Regions from separate parts of the Triticum aestivum genome. Here region 2 is linked to region 1. The links are chromatin contacts, called in public HiCAR-type maps. All regions are on one chromosome and are shown on one strand. Each heading gives the region's core, a stretch centred on a gene start, on an enhancer-like site or on the middle of the called end of the contact. The rest is flanking DNA. Distances are from core to core; before and after follow the strand shown.

What was found. HiCAR-type assays count read pairs that join an accessible place to other places.
Region 2: a contact with region 1 is called in a HiCAR-type map of leaf, with 5 times the contacts expected there. The contact joins the promoter of LOC123104513 here to the promoter of LOC123104510 in region 1. A contact is called at or near these places in 1 of 5 Hi-C or Micro-C datasets (leaf) and 1 of 1 datasets of contacts at active chromatin or transcription factors (leaf).

Annotation. Positions count from the first base shown.
Region 1 is chr5A:528,616,123-528,622,120 of IWGSC CS RefSeq v2.1, reverse strand. LOC123104510 (kinesin-like protein KIN-7J) reads left to right here and starts at 3,131. Exons shown (of 13, transcript XM_044526376.1): 1 at 3,131-3,487; 2 at 4,027-4,220; 3 at 4,316-4,405; 4 at 4,506-4,606; 5 at 4,689-4,802; 6 at 4,915-4,996; 7 at 5,117-5,184; 8 at 5,285-5,350; 9 at 5,447-5,571; 10 at 5,646-5,979. The coding sequence starts at 4,040.
Region 2 is chr5A:528,802,205-528,809,132 of IWGSC CS RefSeq v2.1, reverse strand. LOC123104513 (B-box zinc finger protein 18) reads right to left here and starts at 2,921. Exons shown (of 5, transcript XM_044526378.1): 1 at 2,639-2,921; 2 at 185-281; 3 at 1-100. The coding sequence starts at 2,731.

The DNA of each region.
Region 1 (5,998 bases), core at 1,882-4,381:
ACATGCCGGATAAAAAAAAGGGTGTTAATCTAACTACGATAAACCGGCGGCCGTACCTATAAACCGGTTTTCTACAATGCGGCGTCAAATGGGTTCTGGCGGTTCAACCAGGGGACTAATGATAGATACCGGTTTAGCAGTTTTTTCTATGGTAAAGTTAAACCGCCTGATCTAGGCGTCGGAAGCAATTGAAGCTATGGATAATTGTGTATGCAGAAACAAGTTTCACAAAATTGAGTTACAGCCGCGGATCTACAGCAAGCTCACAAAAACAGGAAATATTTCGAAGAATAAGGCGGAAACAGAAGTGAACCATTGAGCGGATATGTGCGGGAGATCTATGGGATTAGATGAAAAATTGCAAGCGGATGCTTAGGGATCGCTACTGAACACAGCAAGAGTTCGCGGATTCATTCAAGATCAGAGAACAGATATGAGCGCGTGATGAACACAGCATGAACACGGAACCCTAAGAACGGATCTAGGTTAAGAAGAGGAGAGAGAACTTACCGGGAACAGAGAAGATGCGGAAAGACGCCGCAACACTCTGGTACGTTCAGGTTGATGCAGCGGCCCGAGACGAGGCAGAGGTCGACGGTGGTGGCGGAGCTCCAAAGTCGGCGATGTGAGGAAGAAGAAGAAGAAGGGACGAAGGGGAAGAGAAAGGAAATGACCCTTCGGTCTTATTTATAAGGCAACCGAGCTAGGTCAAAACGCGCGAATCCAGGAGCTGTCATTAAGAGGGCGTTATGAATTTCATAATGACGTCATGCCGGTTTACAGTAACCAAAACTGATGACGTCATGCCGGTTTACAGCAACCGAAAATGATGACGACATGGAGATTTGCCAATTAACAGAAGATATCCAAGACGCAAGATGGTGTGAAGGATTGACATGAACCAGTTCAAATCAATCTGGGGCCTAATGTTGGGGATATTACCACTAGGCGTAAACCGGCCTACTTGGGCCGGGTTAACTTCATTAGTGGTATAAACAGATGAAGGCCCAAGGCCTGTAGTCGGTTAGAACATGTAGCCGTAAACCGGCCTGATGTATGACTTGTATTGTAAGTAAGGAATAGAGAGATACCAACCGGAATACGAGTATGAACCGGTTAGGACTCTATGGACCGACGGGCGTCACCCGTGTATATAAGGGGACGACCCGGTGGCGGTTCAGGACAGACAACCACAACTCGAGCCTAGGCGAAGCTTGTTTGCTCCCTAGCCATCGAGACCACATCAATTCCATCACAACTAGACGTAGGCTTTTACCTTCATTGAAGGGGCCGAACTAGTATAAACCCCTCGTGTCTTTGTGTCCGCTTTAACCCCTTCAAGTAAACTCGTAGCGATGGCTCCACGACTAAGTCCTTTCGCTAGGACATCTGCCGTGACAAATCCACGACAACGTCCCCGCTATAATTCAGGGGCGACTGACACAAATTACGATGGCAGAGTAGGCGAGGGAGGCGTGGCTGAGACGCTTGACATGGCGTTGTGGCTCAAGGTGGCCGGTGGCCGCGTGGGCGGCAACGGCGGCGACGCTGATTGCAGCACATGCGCGTGTGGGGCGCGGGATTCCCGTCGCGAGAGGGTGGGGGGAAGGCGAAGGAGGGGCTGGGGCATGTGGGGTGACTTTGTAGCACCTAGGTGGGGAGCATCGACGGCCATGGAGGTCGATGAACGACACAGAGGAGAGAGGGAGAGAGGAAGAAGATGACGTCTTCTCCCAAAACCACCAAAATAATAATAAAACCGCTCTAGGATCATATTTATTCAATTTTGTTAATTTCAGAGTTAAAACTGTACCAAAATAGACTTCAGAGCGGGTATTTGTCCACCGAGGCACATTTGAGGGTGAAAAATGAACTTCTTTCTTTGAAGTATCTTGCTGGGCGCTATGGCAAGAAGCGAACCGATCCAGGAACACCACCTTGGACCAAAGCCCATTTTGCGCAAGATCTCTAGAAGGAGGAATTAAGGAATTGCCAGGCCCACTGAATCAATCAAATGCTTTAGCGCTTTCTACCCGTTTCATGGTTCAGTAGACCGAACTTAGGCTTCCTTTGGTTTGGAGGAATTTCATAGGAATTCTAGAGGATAGGATTTTTATAGGATTTTTTTCTTTAGAGTCATTTGTTTCATAGGAATGGATTCCTATTCCTACATAGGATTGGTTCCTATCCTCCACATTTCATAGGAAAATAAAAATGAGCCTAGACTCAATGAAAAAATTTCTTTGATGTCAACCAAATAACATCTCGTTTCCTATTCCTACTCATAGGATTTGAGATACATGTCATCTCATTTCCTAGAAAATTTCTATTTCTACGATAATCTTATCCTATGAACCAAAAGGAGCTTATTGTGCTGTCAAGGCCGGCGCACTCCATACACGCACACGAGTCCCTGATCCCGAAGCGAGCAAGAGAGAGGCTGGCAACCAGACCGAAGGCAAAAAATGCGTGGATTGTCAGGTGCGCGTGTGGGCAGATTTGCGGATTTTGTCTCGACCGATCGGTTTGCGACGGAACGTACAGGACCACGAGGGTGAAGAGTGACGCTGACGCCTCTCTCGCTGCGTGTCAACAACCTCTTGAAGCTGACACGAAAAACCGGCGGAGGAAAACACCTCGACATTCCACCTTCGCATTGTACGTACGGGCGTCCACACGTCCCTGTCTGCCTGCCGTTCGTCTTCACTACCAACCTCTGCGCCGTGCAGTGTACATGGACGCTACCCTGAAGCCATGCAGTGGCAGTAAAGCTCCCCACGGACAAGAGCAGCCGCGGCCGGCCGCAGGAGGCGTACCGTGCATGCGCACGGGGCCGGGCATGCAGGAACAGGGAGCATGCATTAAAGCTGCTCCCGTGCCACTCGCCGTCGCCAAGTCCATCGTACGCATGGGGCACCATGAGCACGAGCGGACACATGAGCCACTGTTTCCCATTCAATTTTACCCGACGCGGACACATGATGCAGCACAGATGCATGGCTACCGCTAGTACTCCTACACCACTAGCAGCAGCAAAGGTGCGCGTTACCGCACGGCCGAACGGTCGGTTATTTTTAGGCGGCCGCGTTTTCCTTTTCCTTTCCTTGTCCGGCAGACAGGGGGTGAATGCCATAGATTCGCGGCACGTACTACGTGAGTACGTCGGTTTAGCTAGCCACCTTCGTTCACATGGCGGACACGCGGGGTCCCTCGTGAGGGAGTAGTACCTCGCAACGGTTGGTTGGCCGGCGCGGCGTCCGAGCCAGCTCCGAGAATCACCCCCTCTTGTTTCCGCGCCCCTCCCCTCCCCTTCCCTCCTCCTTCCTCTTTCTCCTCGCCTCGCCAAGGAGGGGAGGAGGTAGCTAAATTACCTACGTGCACGCGGAGAGATAGCCCGGGAGCACCTCGCCGGCGGCCGCCGGCCTTGCCGTTTCCCTCTCGCATTGTGCCGCCAGAGAGAGCAAGAGGGCGGCCATTCCTCCCGCAGGTAACCAATGAATTCACCCACCGACCTCTTCCACCTCCGCTGTGAATTGGTTGCCTCGTCTCTTCCAGATGATTTTTGCCCGCATTTTTTGTCGCGGCGCATACATGCGTCCACCTTAGTCTTGGTCCGTTCGTCGCCGTCAGTGGCCAGGAAACGTCACGTCCGTTCAAACATGGCAAGAAACAAAGGGCGCAGCATCCATTCGGCACCGCCCGCTGGCGCGCCGCTTTCGGCCCCTCCCCGAGCTCGCTTCGTACGCACCTAGTACGTGCCAAGCTCCACCGAGAGAAGAAGCTAGGCCGCGCGCGCGTGGCCGACGTCGACCGCTCGCCGACCTCGCGTCGCCTCGCACCGCCGGCGTCCGCCCGTGACCTCGCGCTTTTGGCTTTCGCGCGCGCGCTCTGCGTCCGTCCTGCCCGGGTAGCTCGACGCGACACGGGCACTACGTGCGCGCGCGGTGACCACGCGAGCGCTAGCCACCGTGCGCTCCTCGCTTCATACATACAGCACGCTGATTTCTGGTGTGCCGTCCGTTCCAGGGAGGGGGCGGAGATGGCGGGCGGGGAGGAGCAGCAGCAGGAGCGGATCCTGGTGTCGGTGCGGCTGCGGCCGGCGAACGCCCGGGAGGCGGAGCGCGGCGACGGCACGGAATGGGAGTGCGCCGGCCCCGCCACGCTCAAGTTCCTCGGCACCATCCCCGAGCGCGCCATGTTCCCGGCCAGCTACACCTACGGTAACATGCGCCCTCCTCCTGCTTAACTCCATGCATCTCAATTGATCTGCCATGGCAGACAATGTTCATTTCCCAATCGACCGTACGTCTTCCAGACCGGGTGTTCGACCCCGAGTGCAGCACCAGGCAGGTGTACGACGAAGGGGCCAAGGAGGTCGCCCTCTCCGTGCTCAGCGGCATCAACTGTACGTGCCAAAGCATCCATCCACACATCCAATCCAATGCTGTAAAATGGTTTGATGTGTACTTTCTGCCTGCTTGCATGCTCTTTGCTTTGCTCTGCAGCGAGCATATTCGCCTACGGGCAGACGAGCAGCGGCAAGACGTACACCATGGTCGGCATCACGGAGCACAGCATGGCCGAAATCTACGCCTACATAGACCAGGTGCATTGTCTGCATGGCTCTGCTGCTCTTGGTCTGCTTTGCCTGCGCTTAACCCGTGCTCTGTTTCGGGTCTTCAATTCAGCATCCCGACAGGGAGTTCATCCTCAAGTTCTCGGCCATGGAGATATACAACGAGGCCGTCATCGACCTCCTCAGCTCCGACGCCACCCCTCTCCGGCTCCTCGACGATCCGGAGGTGAGATAAAACTGCTTTCTAGCTGAAAGTCATTCAACAAAATTCTTTTCTATCAGATTCAGAGTTCATCCTACTCATGGTTGGTGCAACTGTGCTTGAATTGTTCAAGCAGAAAGGAACTGTGGTGGAAAAACTCACCGAGGAGACTCTGAGGGACAAAGGCCATCTCCTGGAGCTCCTTGCTGTGTGTGAAGGTGTGGAGCTGAATCCTTTTTTCTTTCTTTCACTGAATCACCGAAAATGGAAATAGCATATGCGCAGGCGGCTCAACTGGTTCATTACTGCTTTGCTCACTCATTTGTGTTGTGCCACAGCTCAAAGACAGATCGGGGAGACTGCCTTGAACGAAACGAGTTCCAGGTCTCACCAAATACTCAGGCTGGTAGGTGCCCTTATGGCCTTATCACACTGAACAGCGATCGGTAGTCATTCATGTTCTGCGAAAATTTGCTTGTGTTCTTAGCCTCCTGTGTAAACTGCAGACGGTTGAGAGCTCGGCCAAGCAGTTCCTGGGGAAAGGCAACTCCAGCACCCTTCAGGCTTGCGTGGTATGAAGTGAACACCTTAATTTCTTCCTGTGTTTTAGATTCTTTCGACGATACTACAGTTCCATGCATGGCCTCTGGGCTTCTCCTTCTGCGCAGAATTTCGTCGATCTGGCAGGAAGTGAACGTGCATCACAGACAGCGGCGAGCGGTATGAGGCTAAAGGAGGGCAGCCATATCAATAAGAGTCTTCTTACACTGGGAAAGGTCATTCGCCAGCTCAGGTTTGTTGAATTTCAAGTCATACTTCTTGAAGTACAAGCCCAAGCTCTGACGAAATAGTTGGCTTCTGATGCAGCGGTGGAAGAAACGGCCATATCCCCTACAGAGACTCCAAGCTCACTCGCATACTGCAATCGTCTTTGGGAGGCAACGCGAGGACAGCCATCATCTGCACGATGAGCCCGGCGCACTGCCACGTCGAGCAGTCGAGGAACACACTCTTGTTTGCAAACTGTGCAAAAAATGTAGTCACCAATGCACAAGTAAATGTCGTAATGTCCGACAAGGCATTAGTGAAGCATCTTCAGAGAGAGCTTACGAGGTTGGAGAATGAGCTCAAGTTTCCTGGATCAGCCTCCTTGTCAACTCATGCTGAGGTTCTGAAGGAGAAGGATGAACAGATTAAAAAGGTTTGGTTAGTCTTAGTAA
Region 2 (6,928 bases), core at 1,672-4,171, 190 kb before region 1:
AGCAGCAAGTATCTTCCATGGGTTCGTTTCCCACCAACATGAACAGCCATATCACAACTCAGGCAAAGTGATGTACCATCTATGTCACAGTAGAAGAAAGCTGCATAGACAGGTCGAAAGCTGATGAAATCAAACTTTAATAGATAAGTGACATAAGAATTGTTTTAAGGTCGAAAATGCATACCAGGAGAACTTTCACATATATCACAGCGTACTAATTTATTAGGGTCCGCAAGCCCAACCCTTACATGCCGACTAGCAAGCTTGTTACACATATGTACCTGGAGTACAACATTCAAAGAAATATCAGAAACTGGAAGATGAAGATTGTGCCTTGACAATCAAGTATTCAAGTTATAATGATTTGAAGCAATGAAAACTGGAACGTGTATCTTTTTTAATAGTACTGCAGAAAGGATTTGCACATGCATCAGACATGCACTACTTTGGACAATAGTATGGCTATATATTACCTAAAAGCATAATAGAGCCATAACTTTATCATTTGAATTTACAAATCAAGAGCACAACATTTGCTCCAGCTTGACCAAATAAGATACTGAATAGACTTTGGAACGCCAGTGCTTGTGATGAATTGTAAACCAACATAAGTAGCATCATTCTTCGTATGAAAAAATAACAGGATATAGCCTTCCCCATTTTTCTGTATGAAATTGGGACTACCATTTATACTATTTGTAAAATTTTGCTGACAAAAATGGTGTTTTCACCTTTAAGCAACTTTAATATGTTGTGCAACACAAATGCTCCCGACAATGTCACCACACTAGCAATGTCAGAACACCTATTTGGAGGGGGGCATTAATCACTATTTGGGCTCATTTGCAGTTCTGCAAAAGGTCAAGTAGGCACTCTTTTGGTAACGGAGCAAATTGCTTGGAAAACGTATGCTCCAGCGTGCAACATGCCACGAACGTCCTAGCAGTTTGGGAACTTCCAGTAGGTTGCAGAAAATTGGTAGGTGGAGGGACCACTTCTAGTCCCAGTAGTATACTTGCTAATTAGCAAAATAGTATTGTCTTCTAATCACATACACATGCTTTGACAAGGCAACAGTTTCGTACACAACTACACAATTTATTATCAACTGGAAACAGAAACATAGTCCTAGCATACTGTGACAAACACTAGCTAGTGTGACACCTTCTTTTAAGTTCATGAGAAGACCTGGGTTCTTATGTTGGGCAATCAGCGTGCATGAGTTCTGTAGAAGATCTAATGCTGACAAGTACTGTTCATTAAACATGTATTCCTTCCGTCCCAAAATAAGTGTCTCAACATGCGCAAAAAAAAAATAAGTGTCTCAACTTTAGTGCAACTTTGTAAATAAGTGTCTCAACTTTAGTGCAACTTTGTACTAAAGTTAGTACAAAGTTGAGACGCTTATTTTGGGACGGAGGGAGTATTACAGAACATCAAAGGAAAGAAAAACGAGCATACAATGGTTATAAGATGATAATAGGCACCGTAAAAGATTATCATTTCAACATTTTTATAAGAGCATTTGACACCTCCAACAAAGCACAGCAATAGCACAGAACGGACAGATAAAGTAATTAATGGGTAAATCAAGACATAATATAAAAATAATAGCAACAAGCCAAAAATGTTCAAAGAACTATTGTTTATGAAATGTGTTTCATAATATGTCAAACAAAAATGATCAAAATCTAGAAATGATTGGGCGCATGAAGCCACCGGGACCTCAGCCCACCCACATGCACAATAACCCACATATAGTACCATCAACATCAGCTATAGCTTTATCAGACAGCAGCATCCACCTCGGTACATTTAAACTGGTTTAAAAAGCATTTCATGCCAAGTTGGAATGTTCACCTAAAAAACAATATGTACTTTGTATGCACTGCTGATTTTGAATAGCATGATACCGATTCTGTAGCTTCTCAGAAAACAAATAAACCAAGGTCACAGCCTACATCATAAGGTATACTGTGTAGGGAATATCATTTGCATTTCGCATAACTAGTTTTACCACTAAAAGAATGAGAAAAAGAATAGAGAATATTCTCATTTATACAGATTGGCCATTTCGGAACTGAACTTCAAGTGATCCATAAGCATAAGTTTTCGAGGATAAGAACAACGTTTGACACATGAGCAACAAAGTTGTGTAAACCAATCACCCTTTTTTTTTGCCCCATCGCACCGTATTGAGAAATTTGTAGTCTCGCAAGGTAAGCTAAACCATAATCTCTACAGAGTCACCAACTATATGTGGGATTCGGGGTGCAAGCCCATGGTAATCACCAGACTCGAAATACGTAGATATAGCAGGAATATTAGTAATTTACTACTGTAGTATGAAGCCAACGCCATAGTGAACGAAAAATTTCAGATAAAGGGAGTAGCCTTTTCAAAGTTGTTTTTCAAAAAACGTCAGAGCTGTCAGGACAGCTCTCCCAGATCCACCATGCGAGAAGACGAACGTAGTGGAGCGATTCTCTCGATCGCAGCTCCAGATCTACCCAGCCATCGGAGCAACAGCCAGCGACCCGTGGCTGGTCAACACCGCATACTGAGGCAGCAACGCCAAGGCGTAGCCCGATCCGCGTGGCTGGACAGATGGTCGCGGGAGTAGGGAGAGAGCGCGCACCTTCTCGTCGCAGGGACGGCAGAGGGCGGCCTCGTCGGCCGCGCAGAAGAGCACCGCCACCGCGCTCTCGCACACATCGCAGATCGTCCTCATCCCGCCGCGGCGCGCGCAGTCATCGTCCGCCCTCCATCCCGCCCTCCCTCCTCACTCCCCTCCGCGCGCTACGTCCTCTCTCTCCGCCCTCGGATCAACCTCTCTCCGCCTCCGCGCTGTGCTGTGCTGTGCTTCGGCTGCGGCGACAAGTCGGCAGCGGGGAGGGCGACTGGACGGGTAGAAGACGCGGCAGCGGCGGGAGCCGGGGGTGTTTGTGGGGAGGGAGGGAGGAGGGAGGAGGCGGAGGCGAGATGTGATGTGGCAGCGACTCGCGAGCTGGAGGCGGAGGACTCCCCGCGGGACTGGTGGTGCGAAGCCGCCGCGGGATCGGCGGTGGGGCCCCGCGACCCACGGGCGCACACCCCCGTGGACCCGGCCCACGCGGCCGCGGGCCGTACGGCGCGCGGGCCCCCCCGGCGTCTCTGCGGCGTGCCGACCTCCGGCGCATGGACCCGGCTCATGCCGCTGTAAAGCGGGAGGGGGTACGCCCAGCTTTGGGGCTGCTTCGGGTACCGGATAAAATGGCCGACCCGCGCCGCTGACGGTGGGGCAGGGGTATCCTGGGCTGGCTGGATCTGACACGTTGAGGCTTCTCGGATGGGCCTGGTGGTGGTGGTGGGTGGGTGGGTTTTGTGGATTTGGGATTTGATTTTTAGGGGGAGGTGGGCCCAAGAGAGGCGTGCGCCACGAACTAGAAAAGGGCCGTGTGTGTGGCTGTGAATCCGTCGCTGGGTGGTTCTCTTCTCCCGCCAAATGTCTACTGGTAGGTGCGTCGCTGTCTTTTTTAAAAGAGTGACATATTTGGTATGCTGCCTCATGCCTAATTTTGGATTACTGCCTGGAAAACTATATATACTCCCTCCATTTTTGTATACAAGGCCACAAACTTATATTACAGGTACCAAGGTAGAAATCAATGCCTACTTAAACCAATGTTGCAAGCTAGTCTTTTTTCTCACTTGACGTGTTAATTAATGTGCATTTTCTCTTCAACACACAACAAGACAACCCTCCCACTCCTCATTGGTTGATTAATGTGATACACGAAAACCAACCTTCTCATTCCCACATGCATGCAAGGGATATTAATGTCCTCGGTTGTTAGTACGAGGCAAACCTCATCAATTTTACCTCGATTGATGTTAGTGGCCTTGTATAGATGCAAATTGTAATTTTGATAGTGGTCTTGTATACAAAAATGGAGGGAGTGCTACTTTTTGCCTTACAGATGTGGAAGGTGCGGGCTGCAATGATAACGCACTTACCATATTTTGAAGTGGTGACACATTTATCATACTTTGCAGTGGCAACAAAGTTTTTTTAAGATAAGGTTACTTTATTGATCAAATGGCAACACTGCAAAGAGTCGCCCGTATGCAATCCGGATCAGAATGAAAAACACAAAAACTAACATAATTTTTACATGATTTAGGTAGCACATGAGGCAAAGACATCAGTCACATGCTTAATATCAGCCACGACTGAATCAATGAGAAATCTATCAATGACAAGTGTGGGGTGTCTGCCCATACCTTCATATTCTATCAACGACAAGTGTGGCGTGTCATCCCACGAGCTTCTGTCTGACCTAGTTCCAAGCATATATATATTCAGTCTCCTCCAGAGGAAAAAGTTTATTGTGTTTTACGATACGGAGCCACCACCCCTCATGTTTTTCATCGAGAGCACTAATTTGGAGTCTGTTCTGGGCTCCGGAGAGAGGGATTCGCCACCGTCGTCATCACCAACCATTCTCCATCAACAATTTCATGATGCTCATCACCGAGAGTGGTAAATTCCTTTGTAGGCATACTGGACGGTTGAAGGTGTCCTAGACTAGGGGGCCTCGGCCCAGGTGGCTTAGTTTGTGGGTCGAGCTAGTGGCCTGTTAATGAGGAAGGACTCCGGAGACCTCCAACCTATGTGTATCCGGCTTCACCAAAGATGTGGCGTGTGCTCCAAGAAAATCTATTAGATTCGGCATGCAAACCCTAGATGCCAACCGACCATGTGTAACTCTAGATACCCTTAGTTCATATATAAACCAGCGGGTTTAGTCCTTAGACGCATTTCATACATTCAGCATCCTCATACCCCTAGGGTTTAGACCACAACTCACGATCTCGAGGTAGATCAACTATGTACTTTGATACATCCATAATATAAGCAAGAGCAGGACGTAGGGTTTTACCTCCTTAAAGAGGGCCCGAACCTGGGTAAAAACACCATGTCGTCTATCTCTTGTTACCCATCGATCCAATCTAACAGCTCAGCCCCCTACCCGACGTCTGCCGGTTTTGACACCGACATTGGTGCTTTCATTGACACCTCACTGTTGATCGCCCCGGACCGATGGCTTCACCAACCGATTATCCGAGTCTCCCTAGCTCCATAGACGCATCGACGACTCTCGCCAACGGGCCATCCAGAGACCCGACAGATCTCGAATCGCATTCCCCCTTCGAGGTGGTAGGGCACGATCGCGAAGTCTTCTGGAGCTTTACGCTCCTTTTACCAGTTTGGCCAACGGAATCCAACCTAAAGGAACCTCGGATCCAAGCCCTCCCATGAGGAGTAAGCATGAAAATAATAAGCCAGGAGATGCTGGTGTTTCGGATGTCAAGCCAAGCCCGGGGACTTCCTCTTCAGTGCACTCTCCCCGCAAAGGACATGGGGGAGCCTCAGAGCTCCCCCCCCCATTGGATTAGGATTTTTTTACCCCACCCACCACCCACATTGAATACTGTCCAAGTAACTCGGGGCCTCCCAATGTCTGTGACCCGCTAGACGTAAAACAGCATTCCGAAGAGACAATTCGAGAATTTTGGTCATGATTCTTGCTCATTAAGAACAGAATAGCCAACTCCCCAGATGCGGAAGCACTGGCTGCCTTTAGCCACAACTGTCATGATGAGGGACTGTTAAACTCCCTCGCTCGGTGTCGAGTCCACACCTTCTTCGAACTCTCAGAGTTGGTGATAAAATTTTGCGCCATTGAAGAGGCCTGGCTGTCCCAGGAATTAGTGTACTCGAATGGATCAAAAACACATGACCTCGCATAATGAGAGCCATTCAAGCAACCCGTGCTAGTAGAGTCATCTCCAAAAATAAAGAAGACGAGATCCCAGACCACCCTAGATGGACTGCTGAATCAACCATGCCCTATACACTCTATTTTAGTCAACACCAATCCAACCCGCAGCCTTCGAGCCTATTGGGTTGTGAAACAAGTGGCCAAGGGTGGCGAGGCCCTCCTCGCAAATAGGCACACCATTAGTTATTCCGCAAAGCCCTTGGAAGAAGCTGAGGTCCTGATGATTTACCAAACATACAAGTCAGGGAATAAAAGAAAACGGGCTCTACAGGAGCTCGTCCATGCCCCGATACGCACACCACCGTCCGCGTGGTCACGTTCGAGCAGCACGATCAGCCGGTGGTCGACTTAAGCCGATGCCCAGCCGCTCTGGTTCTCGGCCCCATAGTGGACGGATGCCGACTACATAAAGTGCTAATGGACGGCGGCGGTAGCTTAAACCTCAGTTACGAAGGCACGTTGGAAAAAAATGCAATTTGATACAACTCGCATCCAGCACAACTCTATTACATTCAAAGGAATTATCCCGACAAGGAATCACGATGCAAGGGAAAAAGATCATTGATGTTGTCTTTGGCACTCCCGAGAACTATCGGTCCGAGGAGTCGACTTTCCACGTCGTGCCCTTCCGAAGTTGTCGTGGAATTGTCACAGCAAATGTCCTAGTGAAAGGACTTAAGCGTGGAGCCATCGCAACTAGGAAGCTTAAAGGGGTTAAAACGGGAAAAAGGACACAAGCGTTATACTGGTTCGGCCCCTTGTGGTGAAGGTAAAGGCCTAATCCAGATTGAGGTGGCATTGCTTATGTTCGATTGCCAGGGAGCGAATCCGCTTGACCTAGCTTTCGATCTGTAGTTACTTGTCTTGAACCGCCACCCGGGGCGTCCCTTTATATATAGAGGCTGACGCCCGACGGCTCATAGAGTCCTGGCCGGCTCATAAACATTGTCCGGCTCGGTCTCTAACTATTCCTGCCTTACAATACAAGTCATGTACATACGGCGGTTTATCTCTACGGGCCTTGAGCCGCCTTCGGGTCTGGGCCTTCTACTAAGCCTATCTGTGAACCGTCGTACAATCTTGGGCTTCATTACGGTGAATCG